Regions from separate parts of the Mus musculus genome. Here all the other regions are linked to region 1. Evidence: chromatin contacts called from public Hi-C and capture Hi-C data. All regions are on one chromosome and are shown on one strand. Each heading gives the region's core, a stretch centred on a gene start, on an enhancer-like site or on the middle of the called end of the contact. The rest is flanking DNA. Distances are from core to core; before and after follow the strand shown.

The links. Hi-C and Micro-C count contacts between places; a contact is called where the count stands out from the background. Capture Hi-C pulls out chosen DNA fragments and counts their contacts.
Region 2: a contact with region 1 is called in a Hi-C map of bone marrow-derived macrophages, with 32 read pairs. The contact joins two enhancer-like sites. A contact is called at or near these places in 1 of 15 datasets of contacts at CTCF or cohesin (large pre-B cells), 3 of 484 Hi-C or Micro-C datasets (bone marrow-derived macrophages, cerebellar granule neurons and liver) and 5 of 115 datasets of contacts at active chromatin or transcription factors (cardiomyocytes, embryonic basal ganglia, embryonic stem cells and 2 more).
Region 3: a capture Hi-C map of bone marrow-derived macrophages shows a contact between it and region 1, with 6 times the contacts expected there. The contact joins two enhancer-like sites. A contact is called at or near these places in 3 of 484 Hi-C or Micro-C datasets (bone marrow-derived macrophages and peritoneal macrophages), 1 of 115 datasets of contacts at active chromatin or transcription factors (bone marrow-derived macrophages) and 1 of 9 other capture datasets (bone marrow-derived macrophages).

What each region holds. Positions count from the first base shown.
Region 1 is chr12:32,635,437-32,640,527 of GRCm38.p6, reverse strand. No RefSeq gene overlaps it. Among named protein-coding and RNA genes, the nearest start is that of Gm33380, 56 kb to the right of the region's middle. Within about 2 kb of position 2,872, at least 17 of the 459 cell types and tissues checked have an H3K27ac peak or open chromatin away from gene starts, as enhancers often do. A contact at or near this core is called in bone marrow-derived macrophages, where this site is marked.
Region 2 is chr12:32,854,313-32,859,403 of GRCm38.p6, reverse strand. No RefSeq gene overlaps it. Among named protein-coding and RNA genes, the nearest start is that of Gdap10, 33 kb to the right of the region's middle. Within about 2 kb of position 2,368, at least 50 of the 459 cell types and tissues checked have an H3K27ac peak or open chromatin away from gene starts, as enhancers often do. A contact at or near this core is called in bone marrow-derived macrophages, where this site is marked.
Region 3 is chr12:32,793,158-32,798,248 of GRCm38.p6, reverse strand. No RefSeq gene overlaps it. Among named protein-coding and RNA genes, the nearest start is that of Nampt, 25 kb to the left of the region's middle. Within about 2 kb of position 2,373, at least 50 of the 459 cell types and tissues checked have an H3K27ac peak or open chromatin away from gene starts, as enhancers often do. A contact at or near this core is called in bone marrow-derived macrophages, where this site is marked.

The DNA of each region.
Region 1 (5,091 bases), core at 1,623-4,122:
GACACCACCTTTAGACATGTCACTTGTGTTCAGGAAAATCCCAAAGCAGGGAGGAAGGTCCCAGGAGAGATTCAGGCTTGAGAAAACTGGTCTGGAGAACACGGGAGTTGTACTTTACTGAAATCAGGCCCAAATATTTGCTGGTGTTTGTAGATGGAGGCTTCCCTAATAGATACCAAGAAAGTTCTTCAGGAAATAATACCTACATTTTGAGTGTTACTAGCTTTGGGGTCTGGAAATGGCTTGACCTTCATAGCCAAACTCTCAAAATCTGACAGTTATAAAATATCAATTGGAAATTACATCGTGCATATAGGCCATAGAGCTCAGGGGAGGTAGAAAGAATGAATAGAACTCTTAAGGAGATTCTGACCAAATTGGTTCTGGAAACTGATGAAGACTGGGCCAAGCTCCTTCTCTGCTCTCTCCTGCTCAGGGTCCAGTGTTATTGTAAGAAGGGGATTGCTCCTTTTGAAATTATGTCTGGGAGAATACCTCCCATCTTTCCCAACCTCTGACCAGAGTTTACTAATCCCGATGTACAATGCTGTTCCCATGCCAACCAATCAGTGTTAACTAGAGAAAAACCTTGCCATGGTCAGCTAAACTGCACAGAAAGGAGAGAAAGGAAAGACGGATCAGATACCCTGTTTACCTGGTCCCCATGGCAGACCACCTCTCTGTCAGGATTAGCTGGATCATGAGTCTTATCCTAGTCAGGCTATTAGTAGGACTCTGTATCCTCAATTGCATGACCAACTAAATTATTGGTCCCTAGGACCAACTATGCCTTCCTAGTACATGATAAGTAAACAACTTGACTCAGGCCCACAGAACGAGTGGGGAATGTAAGGCAGCAGGCACATGCAGCGGTTCCTTCATCTTGTATTCTTGCTGAGGCCATTTCATGCTTAACTAGATGTTGATCTCATGGATGGAGAATCCCATGAAAAAATTACCCAACTCTATTCTAGGAATTCAACATCAAAATACGCAGTAAACTTATCTCTGCTTCTGCTGACCTGCTTGCTTGCTCAGAACTACTCCTTCTACCTACTGCTTATTTTAGCTTCATGATGCCAGGGCATAGGTTTTCTCTTCAAAAACCCTGTGTGCAGGACACTAGGCACTACACTTAGATCCTGAATAACTGAGTATAGCCTTGCTAACTGAAATGAAGACTTTCAATAGGCCATACATTGTTTCTGAGTGGTCATTTTTGATGGACTCCCCATAACACTTTTGGCCATGTTTTATTATCCCAGAAAATAGAAACCTCCAATCAATACATTATTCTTAAGATTTATTTTGTTAAAGTGAAGCACAAAAAGAAAAAGATAAGGAGGTAGATAATTCACAAACAGATCCTAAGTCTACTTACTACATCTAAAGATTGTTAGATGTTCCATTTCTGATCTTAAATTGTAGTGGTGAGCATGAAATTAATATATCTCCACTGATAATCAACAAAGAAAGTACCAAGGGAACCCAGGAGAAATGCGCCAGTTTTAAATGATATATTAGCATCGTTCAGTATAATTTTTCAAATTTTGTCTTCAGACGTCACAGAATATTTCTACAATTAGCTCAAGTGCTAACAATGATAGCTGCTCTGTACCCCCAAGGGAAAAGAGTCCTACCTCACTAAAATTGGAGATACAGGAATCTACTGTGTCTTGGCGAGCAGAGGTACAGGGAAAAATTGTGTAATTTGTGGGAAGGGGATTGATGTTTGGGAAGAGAACGGATCTATACCATTCCTAGTTGCAAGGAGTACAGGGTTGCCAGGAGCCATTCCAATCCTCCTGGCTCCAGGTCTTTCATGAAGAAGGGATCAATACCACCAATGGTGTCTCCACCTGATGCCATTTTTTCCACTTAAGTCTTTGGAGCCTATGGGTGTCTATCTGTCTGCCAGATAAGATGCTGCAGTCCTTCCATAGTGTTTTCTAAGCATCTACTTGGAAAATAGCATTCTTCCCAACACTTACCCCAGTCCTTGACTATTTTATGAAAGAGCTTACATTTAGTGTGAAAGACAGATATGTGTACAATAAGAGGATGGATTCCGTGCAAGAACATGAGGGTCAGGCAGGCAGGGTACTGTTCGCATGAGAATGTTGAACAAGGCATTGCATGGACTGGATACTTGCCAGACACAGATGAGGAAGAGCAGTCCAGCTAGAGGGAAGGATGGAATAAAACCCAGCGAGATGAGGAAAGAGGTATATTTGACACAGCAGTAATGCCAGTGATATTGAATTAGTAAGTGTATGTCTGTATGTGTACAGGTTATGAGACAGGTTAGAAAGTTCCCTGTGTGCCACATTTTGGACTTTATATTTCATCCCATGGCTAATGGTGTGGACTTTTCAGTAGGAAGTCATGGTCAGTTCTGATATCCAAAGAAGTGACAGTGGCAGCAGTGGGGAATAGAGAGGGATGAGGCTAGATACCCAGGAGTCAGTGTGGAGTAGCTGAAGTTGTCTCAGAAATCCCAAAGAAAGTTAGTTTACCAAGACAGGCCATGGCTCAACTGTGATAGTGCATATGGTCATGAAGAAGAAGTCTTCCGTGGCAATTGTTCAATTGATTGACAGGATGAAAGCTTGACATTCTAGTGGGTGTACACAGGCTATCCTCAAATGAGATTCAAGGAAGTTGTGTGCTTAGAAACACTACTAACAAGTCTGTAGAGGAGTCTCTTCTCCCTGGCTTCAAAGGGATGATATTTTTTAAAGGGATGTGTTTGTTTAGCAAATGGAACTTTTGATCATGGAAGGGACCACACAAGCGGAGGGGAGACAAGACCTTCTTTGTTCACAATTTCTCTTCTGTTGAAAAAGTTTCTTTACCGCTTTTGTGCTTGAATTTTTCCCTGCTATTAATCTGCCACCTTGTGGCCTAATGAGGAATTTCAATTTTAAACTGAGAGGAAGGACTAAGAAGTCAATATTCCTTTCCGAGAACACAAACCCTGCCATAGCATAGCGCTGGCTGTGAAAAAGATCAAAGGAGAGCAGAGATACCCCGCTACTATGTAACCCCTTCTTCCCTGCTCACCAACGACGCTGTGGGATAGGAATTCACAGGGCAAAAGGAAGAACAGAGTCACAGGCACTTAGAATTCTGTGTGCTTTTCATCCTACAAAGCGATAGCTTGGATAGTGTCTTCAAATTTTAATGGAAAGTTTAATTGACCTAAAAGTTAAATAATCAGGTAAGATTATCATTAGCATCCAAAATACTGTATAGAATCATAAGACAACTTTGCAAACAGATAACAATTAGGCATCAAATAATCACTCTGTAAAGTGAAATGAATGACGTATGTCCACATATGCCTCTTAGCATCCACATGGCAGGTCACAGTCATCTATAACTCCATTCCAGGAAATCTGACACTCTCTTCTGCCTCCGTGGACACCAAGCACACACACACACACACACACACACACACACACACACTATATATATATGTGTATATATATATATATATATATATATACACACACACACACACACACATCCAGGCAAAACAATAAATAAATACACATACAAAATAAAAATAAATAGATCATTTAAAAATAAAAGGCCAGTTAAGTCACCTAGGGACTAGTATGTTTCTGAAATTTCTACTTTGATATCTTTATTCTAATCTGACTCCACAAATGCCCATGAGTTCTTTATTTTCTTTATAGCCAATCTTCTTGTTTTCTTGGTCCAGGCCTATTATTCTTAAATACTGTTACACAGAATACTCTGTGTTCTCCTCCCAGACAGCCATATTTTTAATTTCTCTCTCTCTCTCTCTCTCTCTCTCTCTCTCTCTCTATATATATATATATATATATATATATATGAATAAAGTGGTCTGTAAGCTTCTTTCTGAATGGGCAGCTATTTATTACAGCAGGCCATACTTGGCTGAGGTTAGCAACAAACCTCAGTTGCCTTTTAACATTCAAAAGAAATGCAGGGCCTTTGAAACACTGCAGGCTTCTTTTACTTTTCTTACTAATTTGGAATTCTGGCTTCCTTCTCTTTCAGGTTTTATGATTACTTGTTATTTTTGTTTGTACTCTTTTTCACAATGTCTGAAAGGATGGGAGAGGTGGGAGGAAAGGCCAAGGTAATTGAGTCCACCTAGCTGCCTCTGCAGTTAACAGCATGCCAATTCTAAACCCTGGGCTTCATTTTAATCTATTCTTTCACACAAAACAGCATCCAGTTGATATGTGCAGAATCAGGAGCATAGTCACCACAGCTGTCCTTTCATGTTTATGAGGTCCACACTTGGGGTATGAGAATTGCATCTGTTGAACATGGCTTAGGTTTTCTTGATATTATTCCCCTTTAAAAACCCATAAAACCATTCACATAGCATTTTTCTTGTATCAGGTATTATTAATAATCTGGATGAATTAAAGTATATGAGCATATACATCTAAGTGATAGAAAAATATTACTAATACATCATTATATATAAGGTGCTTGATACTTGAGAATTTGCACATCTCTGTATGTGGTGGAGGGAAACTAATTCTCTGAGGCTACCAAAGGATGTCTGTATTATACAAATGATATGGAAATTAACAGTGACTATAATAAACTGATGAAAGCAAGTTAGGGGAAAACAGGGCTTATTTTGGATTGTAGTTCCATGAGGTTAGAGTCTATATTGATGGGGAAAGCATGGGAGCAGGGGCAAGAAGCAGAGAGGTCACATTTTATCCACACACAGAAAGAGAGATAGGATGGGAAGTCAGTGAGGCTACAAACCCTCAAAACTCACCCCCCCCCCCCAGTGATGTATTTCCCAGTGGTGTTAGGAAGTGATGAATCTCCACTTCCTGACAGTTCTGTACCCCCCAAAACCATGTCACCAGCTAAAGACCAGCTGTTCAAATGCATGAACTTAGAGGGGCATTCTCATACTATAACAGTCCTGGGTCATGCCAGCAGTGTAGGTAACATGAATAATCAGAAATGAAAGTGATCAGAGGGTGCAAAGCCAGGAGGGAGTTCAGAGTAAACCTTAAGCTTGGGATGGGCACAGCACTTACCATTTGCCTTACAACGTTATTCACT
Region 2 (5,091 bases), core at 1,119-3,618, 220 kb before region 1:
AGAAGGAGCTGAGAGTTCTACATCTTGATTTGAAGGCTGTCAAGAGAAGACTGACTCTGGCCAGACTTGATCATAGATCTGAGACCTCAAAACCAACCCCTTACAGTGACATATTTCCTCTAACAAAGCTACACCTCCTCCAATACGGCCACACCTCCTAATAGTGCCAGTTTCCATGGGCAACGAGTATTCAAAGCATCACAGTGAGACAAACAATGAAATTAAGGTTTCACTTAGGATAGGGTTATATTAACAGAAGAATCAGTTAATACTTAAAAACAAAACCCTTGCCAGGCATGGTAGCTCATGGCTTTAATTCCAGCACTGGAGAAGCAGAAGCAGGTGGATCTCTGAGTTTGAGGCCAGCTTGGTCTGTAGAGTGAGTTCCAGGATAGTAAGGACTACACAGAAAAACTCCGTCTCAGAAAACACACACACACACACACACACACACCACAAAACAAACAACAAAAAAACCCTTAAGATAGTTCTTATCAGCTTTCCTGAAGAATTGTGCTACCAGATAGATTAGTAACATATATTTTCAATCATTAAAAAGCCAAGGAAATAAAACTACCACACAACAGAACAAAAAAGTCTATTCAGGAGACACCCAGAAAACTACTTCACATTGCTCGAATTCTTTTAGTTTTCTTACACAGAGACAAACATGCTGGTTCAAATGAGAAGTCATCCATTCTTCCAGGCTCACATGCCTTTGAGCAAATGAGTAAACTCATACAAATGGAACTGAAGGCAGCTTTTTTTCTGAGGACCTTAGCAGTGTATACATCTCTCTTATGTGGAAATTCTCAAGTGTAACCTCTCCAGTTCTCTCCAGATATATTTCTGTAGGGGCCTAGGTAAAATGTTAAGGCCTAGGTAACAGTTAGCTGGTTAGCCTGAGATTATAAGGAAACTTTCTCATATGTTTCTGCTGTCACTAGGAAACTTTCTAATGCCGATATTGATGACATATTCTGTTATAGTCTGTGCCCTTGGGAACCCAATCACGATAGAGGTCAGTAGAACTGCTTTGTATAGTTACTCACCATAAGCTTGGACCTGAACCAACGACCCAACAGCACTTCCTGCATCTATGTATAAGCTTTTATGGTATTTAACTTTATAAACTACCCCTGGGATGGGCTCCAACACAAGAAAGACACCTGCACCAATATAAGAAACTATTTGGAATAAGACTTCCATTTTGAACAGTGGTCAAGTAAAGTTTAGGTTCCCAAGACCTCCCTAGAAACTGACATCCGACTTGGCAGAAAGAGACATGTATGTGGGAAACTGACATCCTAGTTGGAAAGTTAAAACACGAATTTTAGACAAGTCCCATCCTGATAGACAAGTTAAGGTGTGACTATTAGACAAGGCAAGTCTCCTGTCACAGTTGAATACCCCAACCAATGGGGGCAGGAGGGAGAAAGTATACAACAGAGACAAGTTCCCAAGGGAATCCCCCATCCCTACATCCTGATTGGTGAAATAACTTGACACAGATACTTGTGGATTTTGGGCTTAAAAACACTGGGTCTTAACTCAGGGTCATGGTTCAGTTCCCAGATCTGGACTATGGCCCTGGTCGACCAGTCTTGTGGTGTGTGCTCGATAAACTATCCCTATCTGACTGAGATCGGAGTTCTTGTGGCTTGTGAGGCAATTCTTGGACCCCAACAGTTCTGTCTGTCTATCTATTCTACAATCTTTAAAACAATCCTTTAAGTAAAGCTGGACCAGATGTTATGCTGACTGGGTAGCCCAGCAATAGTCACGTGACTTCATGTATTCCACTTCTGGGGGCACAGTCCAATGGAGGGACTTCGCTTGGTGAGGCTGTCAGCATCACTAGGGAGTGAGTATGGCAGCTCCCCCAAGTTCAGGGCCGGAATGAGTCCTCTCAGCTTCCTGCAGTTCCCAGGCACCAGAACATCCCTGAGGGAGAGAAGCTTGGGAGGAAGTCACTGGACAGTTCGTCTTATGCAGATGGCTTTGCTCCAGAGTCTAGGCAGGCAGGCAAGATGCCCTTTCCTCCCTTGGTAGGTCCACTGCTGCCCCGTTTGCACACGTTCAGACGGATCAGGGCAGTCTGATCCATCTTGTCCTCTTTGCCCATTTGGCAAGTTCATCCAACCTATGGATGCATTTTCTGCCCTTGCTCAATGCTGTGGCCATCAACTGCCTGAGCTGTGGTTTGAGACAGACCAATCAAACCATCATATTGCCTCCTTCCAAACCGTCCAAGTCAGCAGCCAAAGAAACTAAAAATAACTGGAAATGCTTTGGCTAGTCTGTCTCAAGGGAGAGGGTCAGCTGAGGCTCCAGAAAAAGGGAACATAGAGCCGGACAATCAAGAAATACAGTTGCCTGTTCCCTAAAAGCTGTGTGTGACCTTGGCAGAAGAGCAGCAGACACATACCCACTTATACACTTAGGATGGTGTGGCAAGATGCAGACACGGCGCACAGTGGCCAGGATTCTCATCATACGGCAGAACCAAAGTGACGTCTGTCTGTAGGTTCACAGACATGTTTCCTGGAAGGGACCTTCTAGAGAAAGTGACAAGGAAACCATATCTGGAGTGAGACGCTATACGTGGGCAGACAGTGAGGAGGAACGGTCTGTTTTGATCTGGTTGATGAATACAGTCAGGAGCACAAGAGGCAGGCTAGGAGTCAAATGGCCCTTCCTGGTCCTGACAGACCCTTTTCTAGGACAATAGGAGGAAATGTCAGCCTGGAATTTCCCACAATTGCAGATAAATGGCTGACCAGTTGCTAGTTGTTGTTGTTATTATTATTTTATTGTCTTAAAAAGCACCAGTTTTTGGTTTGATGAAATGAGGACTTGGGGTGTACTGAGCAGATGTACAATAGAGACTGAATCATGGCTTGACAGTAGTGCTAGGTGGGGCAGGGCAGAGTGAGACAGAGTTCTGACTAATGAGCCTCCTCTCCCAATATGTGACAGCTGAGTGCGTTCTGTATGTCAAGCCCTAGTGTAGACCCTAGGGCACACACTCTAACTTAGTGGGCAGAACTAGGCAAGGGCTTGCCAAAGAAATAATTCCAGCCCATGAGTTAAAAGTCTCACTTATCAAGGTAGTGTCTCTTGGCTTCATGGCTTCGAAATAATCAACTATTCACAATGTCTGGTATATGTATGTATGTATATGTATGTATACATATATATATATTCCAACTTAAAAAATAATTTTATCTGTCCTTTGTTTCAAAACCACCTGAGAGGAATGAGGTATCTACCCTTCCCCTGTCCCCTCTCTTGCAGTCTCATATACACAAAATAGGAGATTCAGTTGTTGTTTAGTTTGTTGCCTTGTCCCCACCCACTCCCAAGGTGGGCAAGTAGCCCCAGACAATAGAAAGCTCTGCTCGCTCATCCACCACCAGGTAATCAGAGACACACATTCCCTGAGAAGCCCTGGGCATGCCACCGTCTGGCTCAGCACCTGCAATATTGTAATACTGCTTTCTTTGCTTGATACTAAAAGCAGTACTTTTTTAGATATTATAGAGAATAAAAGTCAGTCAGAAAAGTCTAGAACTTTTTTAATGCATGTAAATTTTATGATACAACTGCCTTAGAGTTACTGTGTGCACAAGGCAGGAAAGGATGTGTTCGGACTGGTCAGTAGATTTGCAGTCTGAAAATCATTCGAGCTGCCTTTCTCAGTTAAGTTACCCTCCTCTTTGCTTCCTGTAGGAAGAACACAGTGGCCTTTCCATCCACAGGCAGGCTAGGGTGATGACAAGTTTTATGATCCTCAGAGGACAATTCTTGGCCATCCTGTGCTGAGCCTTGTTCCCTAAACAGGGCAGATAACACTGCTAACACAGGGGCAGAGAGCATTGGTCCCAGGGGTAAAGTCCTGCATCAATGCTCTGGAAGCCGTACATATAGGACAGTGGTTCTCAGGCAGGTATCTCGGCAAGACCTCCCCAGTGTCATAGCCTGGCATGCATGCTTTGGATTTTTAGGAGTATATGTCTGTGGTTCAGAAAAGCCTACAGGTAATCTAATCTAATAGGTAATCTAATCTAACCATCCCCTTCCATCTTCCACCTATCGGTGAACGACTAATATACCAACACCCCACACAAGGGCAGAAAACGGACATGAGAATCAGGCACGAGAACCTAGGAGAACGGGGAAGATGAGGTGCTGTTTCCCAGAATGCATCTGTCCCTGCTTTAACTCCCCTCTGACATTTCCAACATGGCTCATCTGAGAAGAGAGGGCACTGTCTGTCTAAGCTTTATTTTCCCCAAGGCTTGGTAAATAAGCCACAGCCCGGTGTTGGAATGCTCTGTTCCTTTTGGGCGCCACACTTTGCTGGCACACTGTTCTGGGGATGAGTGATGTCAGCAGCCCTGGACACATGAGCCATCTGACCACAGGAAAAGTACAGCTATGACTGCAGCCAAGCGCTCCTTTAAAGATGTTTCCAACCCTGTTTTGGATGTGGCTTTTGTAAGTGGCACATAGATTTTTAATACATTTATCTTGTAATATGTTTAGGGTATTTATGGTTCACATTATGTACATAAAATTCACGATTAATCTTATTTGGCTAGTTGTTCCACATGCTTTTCTCATTTATTTTAAAAAGCATATACACGTCTGGCCTTTTCCTATTAGTCTGAAAGAAATACACTTACTTCCATGTTTACTTGGTCAATATGTACATGTTCATTTATGTTCTAAAAACGCACCAGCACACTTGCTGAAAACTAAAGCATTTCAGAATACCTCTAACTTTGCTCCTATTTTAATTTGGGGCACACTGCTATTCACTATTGTTTCAGACAGTCAGTGTCTGCTGGGTTTGGGGTGTGCTCACTATACCCCCTCCCCCCCACCCTCCCACTCCCTTAGAACTTTCTGAAATGGTGGCATGAAGAAGTTCAGCTTTTGGTGTTGTGACAGAACTCCGTTTATCCTTATTCTTGAAACTGTTTTAGTGGAAACAAGGCTGTCTTAAGACAATGGTAGCTGCTGCGGTGGTCTTGATCCCTTAGAACATGTCTTGTTCTGGCTTTCCCCAATATTTTTATTAGCAAG
Region 3 (5,091 bases), core at 1,124-3,623, 160 kb before region 1:
AGTTTGGGCTGTGCTGAAGGGCCAGGAAAAGTCTGTTATTATACACTGCAATGGTATTCATGTCTCTGCTGTGAGAGTTTCCCCAGCATCCCCCTCTGCTCAGTGTGAGCACTGGCAGGTGAAAGGTAGCTGACTCTGGTCTGGGAGGCCCCTTCATTTAGTTCGTATCTGAAAGCTCGTACAATCAAACTGGGTGTAGAGTAGGAACTAGGAGACATTTGTTAACTGGCTCCCTGCGATGCTCTTGACACAGCCCTGCTCTCCTCTCAGGCTGCTTCTTTTTATTCCTCCCTAAAAAGCACTGTCCTCACATTCTCAAAGTCTCCCTGCTTCACAATTTCTTCTGAAACCCAGGTGACTATGCATTGATCGCAGCTTCTTGTTTACTGGTTTTGTCCCAGCCCATGGAAGGGAGGTGGAGCAGGCCCATTTAAGTAATTTGCTCCTGGCATCGTTATACTAACGTTGTGCACAAGACCCTTCTCTTTTTAAACTACACTTGTGTCATGTGCTTTTCAGGGGATGAGGTCCTTTCATCTTGGACTGCTTTATATCTCCCCTAGCTCTCTTTGTGGGATTCAGTGTTTCAGCTGATGCCAGGTTCAGATTTCAGATAAGTGGGGAAGAGGAGGTACAGGCAGTTCCCATTTTTTTCATCATTGTGACTATCTCATCTGGCACCACCACCATCTTACTGTTAACCCTGCAAGCAGTGGCTGCTGCCTCTGTCCAAATGGTGGCTGCTGGCAGCCTGTCACAGGGCAGAGTCACACTCCCTTCGGGGTGACTGAAGACTTGGTTTTTAGAGTAAGTACATCTAAAGATAGAGAACTGTGCAACTGAAGATTGGTACCCTATCTCCATAAACAAAGAAGACAAGCTAAGGGCCTAGTCCATATTAGTCACATAAGATATCCTAGAATAAAGTAGAAAAAATGAGTACTTCGAAAGACAACATAGCCACTACTTTTTAAATTTACTTAGCAAAATATATCTTAACAAAGATAAAGATGCACAGAAGGAGACAATACAGGATAAATGGTAAGACTGAAACCAGTCACTAAAGCAATCGTCGTCTCCAGGAGAAAGCTCAGAGTGGCATTTTTTTTTCTCAACAGGCTTAGAGGGCAAGAAGTACAAATTAAAACAGAGACATCAGTGATATTCAGTAAGAGAAATGGGATGAAGCCCTTGCAATAGCTAGTACATACAAGGGGCTGGAATCCATTTATAATATGGAACAGAAGGGGGTGCTGCTCATAAAATACAAACTATCTTAACCAAAAGTCAGAATCCAAATATGCAACTTAAAGTGTACAGCTGTGTTTAATAATTAGTAGAGGGTGAGAACAAGACACACCTGATCTTGACCCCAGAACATATTTAGTGGCACAGGAACTGAGATGCTGGTACTACACGGAGGAGAGTCATACTTGGATGTATTCATGTTCTCCCTAGAAACTGTATTTTGCTGTCACTTCTGGCCCTGTGGTGCCTGATCATGGCGAAGTATCTGTGTTGGTTTCCTTAACCTTGCTCACACATTTACAAACACCCCTTCACTAACCACTCTTTCCCATACCATTTGAGAATAGCTATTAGTGCTCTGGATAAAGGAAGGGAGCTAATGTGGTGCCTACTGTAGGCTGTGAGGTCACATGGGAGGCAAGTGACCCGTGTACTTTATCTTCTCTCAGCCAGGCCTAGTCCCCACGTCTATACACTCAGTGTGCTCATCTTCCTGTGCCAAGTTCTACTCCAGTGCTTGCTGGTCTTTCAGATGCAAATACATCCTGAGTCCAAGCACATCATGTTAGATGTAAGTGGATAAACAGCAGTCGGTTCCAGTGGCCACTCATTGTGTTCAGAGGTGGAGGGAGGGTGACTGAAAAGTCTCTCTCCTCTATTTTGACTGTCAGATCAGGCCTAATTCATCTGCACTCTGCACTCGTCTGGAGCCCTGGTGCAGGTGGAGCTTCGTCTCCACTCCTCCATAGAATGCTGTTGCTTCTCTGCACTGCAAGAGTCATTGCTTGTGTTGATGTTGAAATGTTGAGTGCTCTCTCTCTCTCTGTGTATGTGTGTGTGTGTGTGTTTGTGTGTGTGTGTGTGTGTGTGTGTGTGTGTGTGTGTGTATGATACTTGCAAGGTCAGCACTTTATCAGCTGACACATCTGTCCAGCCCCTTAGGACGTTTTGAGAAAGAATTCAGACTTGATAGTTATGGGGCGATGAATGAAATGTTTCCCATGTTGGGTAATGCTGTTCTTTTCTTTCAGTTTCTCTTTCTACAAGGTCCCTTTTCTTATCAGGAGCTTTGAGCATAGCACGTAGTTCTTTTCTGCTTCTCTTCAACATTTCATTTCTCAGAAATAAGATCCGAACCATTTGTCATTGCTTCCCCTTTCCTGTGCTTACGCTGCAGTCTAGGGTCATGACTGTGTCTGGCTTCCTAGAGCAAGCTACCCACCTTCTCCTTTTGTTCTAGTGCTCTTTGTGTTTTCACACCATCAAATGCATGTTTATATGTTTCTTTTCCCCTAACTCATTTGGTCTACTCTATGGTCCTTTAATTATTTCTGCCCATTTAATTGACAAGGATGGGTAGCTAGACCATTTATGTTTCTCATATTTTTATGATTCAAATTAGATAAACCTGATTCTTTAAGCCTGATTCTTTTTTCTCTTTCTCTTCTTCCTCTGAGATATCAACTTCATATAGATAGTATCCCCAAATAAATATGTCTTATTTTTTCAATTCTCAGGTTTTATTCTGCTATTCTAGTTTAGGGGTAAAGAACAGATAGACTACATATGTATATTGTTGATATATATAAATTTATTATATGTATATATAAATATATATTGATTAATTATTTATTAATCAATTATCAGGTTTATCTAATTTGAATCATAAAAATATGAGAAACATAAATGGTCTAGCTACCCATCCTTGTCAATTAAATGGGCAGAAATAATTAATTTCTGTTATATGTGTAACATATGTTATCTATGTTATGCATATATGTAATGTATATAACATATTATATGTGATATACAAGAAACTTTAAAAAATATATAGAAAAGTTCATTATGATATGTGATTTCTGTTATATATAACAGATGTTATATATATTTTTTATATAATGAACTTCTCTTGCTATGTATATATGTTATGATATGTGATCTCTTTTATAATCACTCTACTGATTGAGACCCCCTGCTCTAGAAGCTTCACTTCCTGAGTTAGAAACAATCATTCGTCCAAGACAATATCTTCCAGCTGATGAACAACCTGTCTTAGTTGCTTTTCTATTGTTCTGAAGAGACACCATGACCAGGACAATGTATGGAAGGAAGAGTTTGTAGGAGGTTGACTGTTCCAGAGGATCAGTCCATGACCGTCATGTCAGTAGGCATGTGGGTATGGTGTGAATGGCGAAGCAGTCCCTTTGCTTTGCAAGGCAATGGCTGAGTTCTGCTTCCAGCCAAGGATTTTGCTACTAAGCAAGTATCTGAAGCAAGCAAATTGTATGGCTTTGGTATCATCAACCAAGTGTGTGTGTTTATTATAGACCCCAACAGTGATTTTAAGGAAGTACTTACATGTTCTTACCTGTGTATTCTGGTATAAAGGTTAGTGCTTAGCACACACAAACAGTTAAAAAACAGTTTGGGTCTTTCTATGCACGGAGAGAAGCTGGCTCAGGTATACAGAGATGACCTATTTGGGCAAGGGTAGAGAAGCCCATCCTGGACGCCAGGGCTGATAAAGTGGAGAAGGGCTGCGTTGGGAAGCTGGAAAGGATGCCATGGGGCAGCTTAAGGGTGACTTTTTTCTTTTTTCTTTGGTCCTCATTACAAAGAAAAAGATCCTGTTGTTATTATGCCCAATGCCACTTTTTCAGAACATAAACTTGGATTAGTAATTCTCGCTGTATCCAGGTACTGAATTTTGAAAATAATCCTCCTTGTGTCATAACATTTGTATACATAAAATCTGGCCAGTGGCTTGTTTCTTACACATTCATATTTATGACTGGTAATGATTTCATACATAAATTGTTTTAATTGAATTTAGTTTTATTAAGTACTCTATAGGTCAAATGTAAAACAGAAAAAAAAAACCCCTCCAACTAGTTATATAGAAAATTGCCTCTCAATATTCTTCTTCAAACACAGTTTCCTCACCAGCATGAGATAATTTAGATATGATGTCACCTCTACTTTACTAAGAATGAGGCTATTGCTACTGTTGTCTGTTTCAGAGGCTGGGGATGAAGGGATTGGTTGAAGGGATTAGGCTTAGCCTGGTCTCTCTTTCATAATTTTTTCTTTTGATCTTCCTACCTTCAAATTTGTCAAATTAGCCCTGGAAACCCCATGACCCTGCTGGAGTTCTCTGTCTCTGTCCCGAGTGTTCATTTAACAGTGTACTGGTGTTTTCAAAAAGCCACACCCAGGGAAGTATCACTTTCTGGGGCAGGATGTTTTCAAGGGTGCTTCCATCCCATTTCATGGATCTTCAGGGTTGCTCTGGCTTTCTCTGGCTTGGCATTGAGATGGGAATCCGAGCTCACCCCTCATCCAGTTACTAGGGTCTTTACTGTCCTTACTGTTACTTTCTTTTCTATATTCTGAAATAATGTTGGTCTTTAAAATCCACTACCAAAAATCATTATGAAGTCTTGGGACCTTGTATGGGGAAAAAAAACCTCATCTCTATGTCTTCCCAAAGTTGGAGGGAGGTACCAGGGCCAGTGTGAGAGCAGTTATTGGCTCCACTCCATTTCATTTTTATTTGTGTATATTCACTTCCATTTCTAGGAACTACCCTTCCTTCTTGCTTATCCATGCATTGTATTGGGGCTGCAATGTTAGTTCTAATGTAGTTCAGGCTTTAACCATGGTTGATTATCCCAGAGGCTAATAGAAAATCCAATCTGCATGTCAAGGCTTTGACTAAAACTCACACCAGTCTCTCTCTAGATGACTGAACCTACTGGTAATTAACATGAAGGAACTTTTGGCTGTGTCCTGTCACTAGGAGAAGGAGTACGTGGAGGCAGATGATCTGAGAAAAGACAAGTG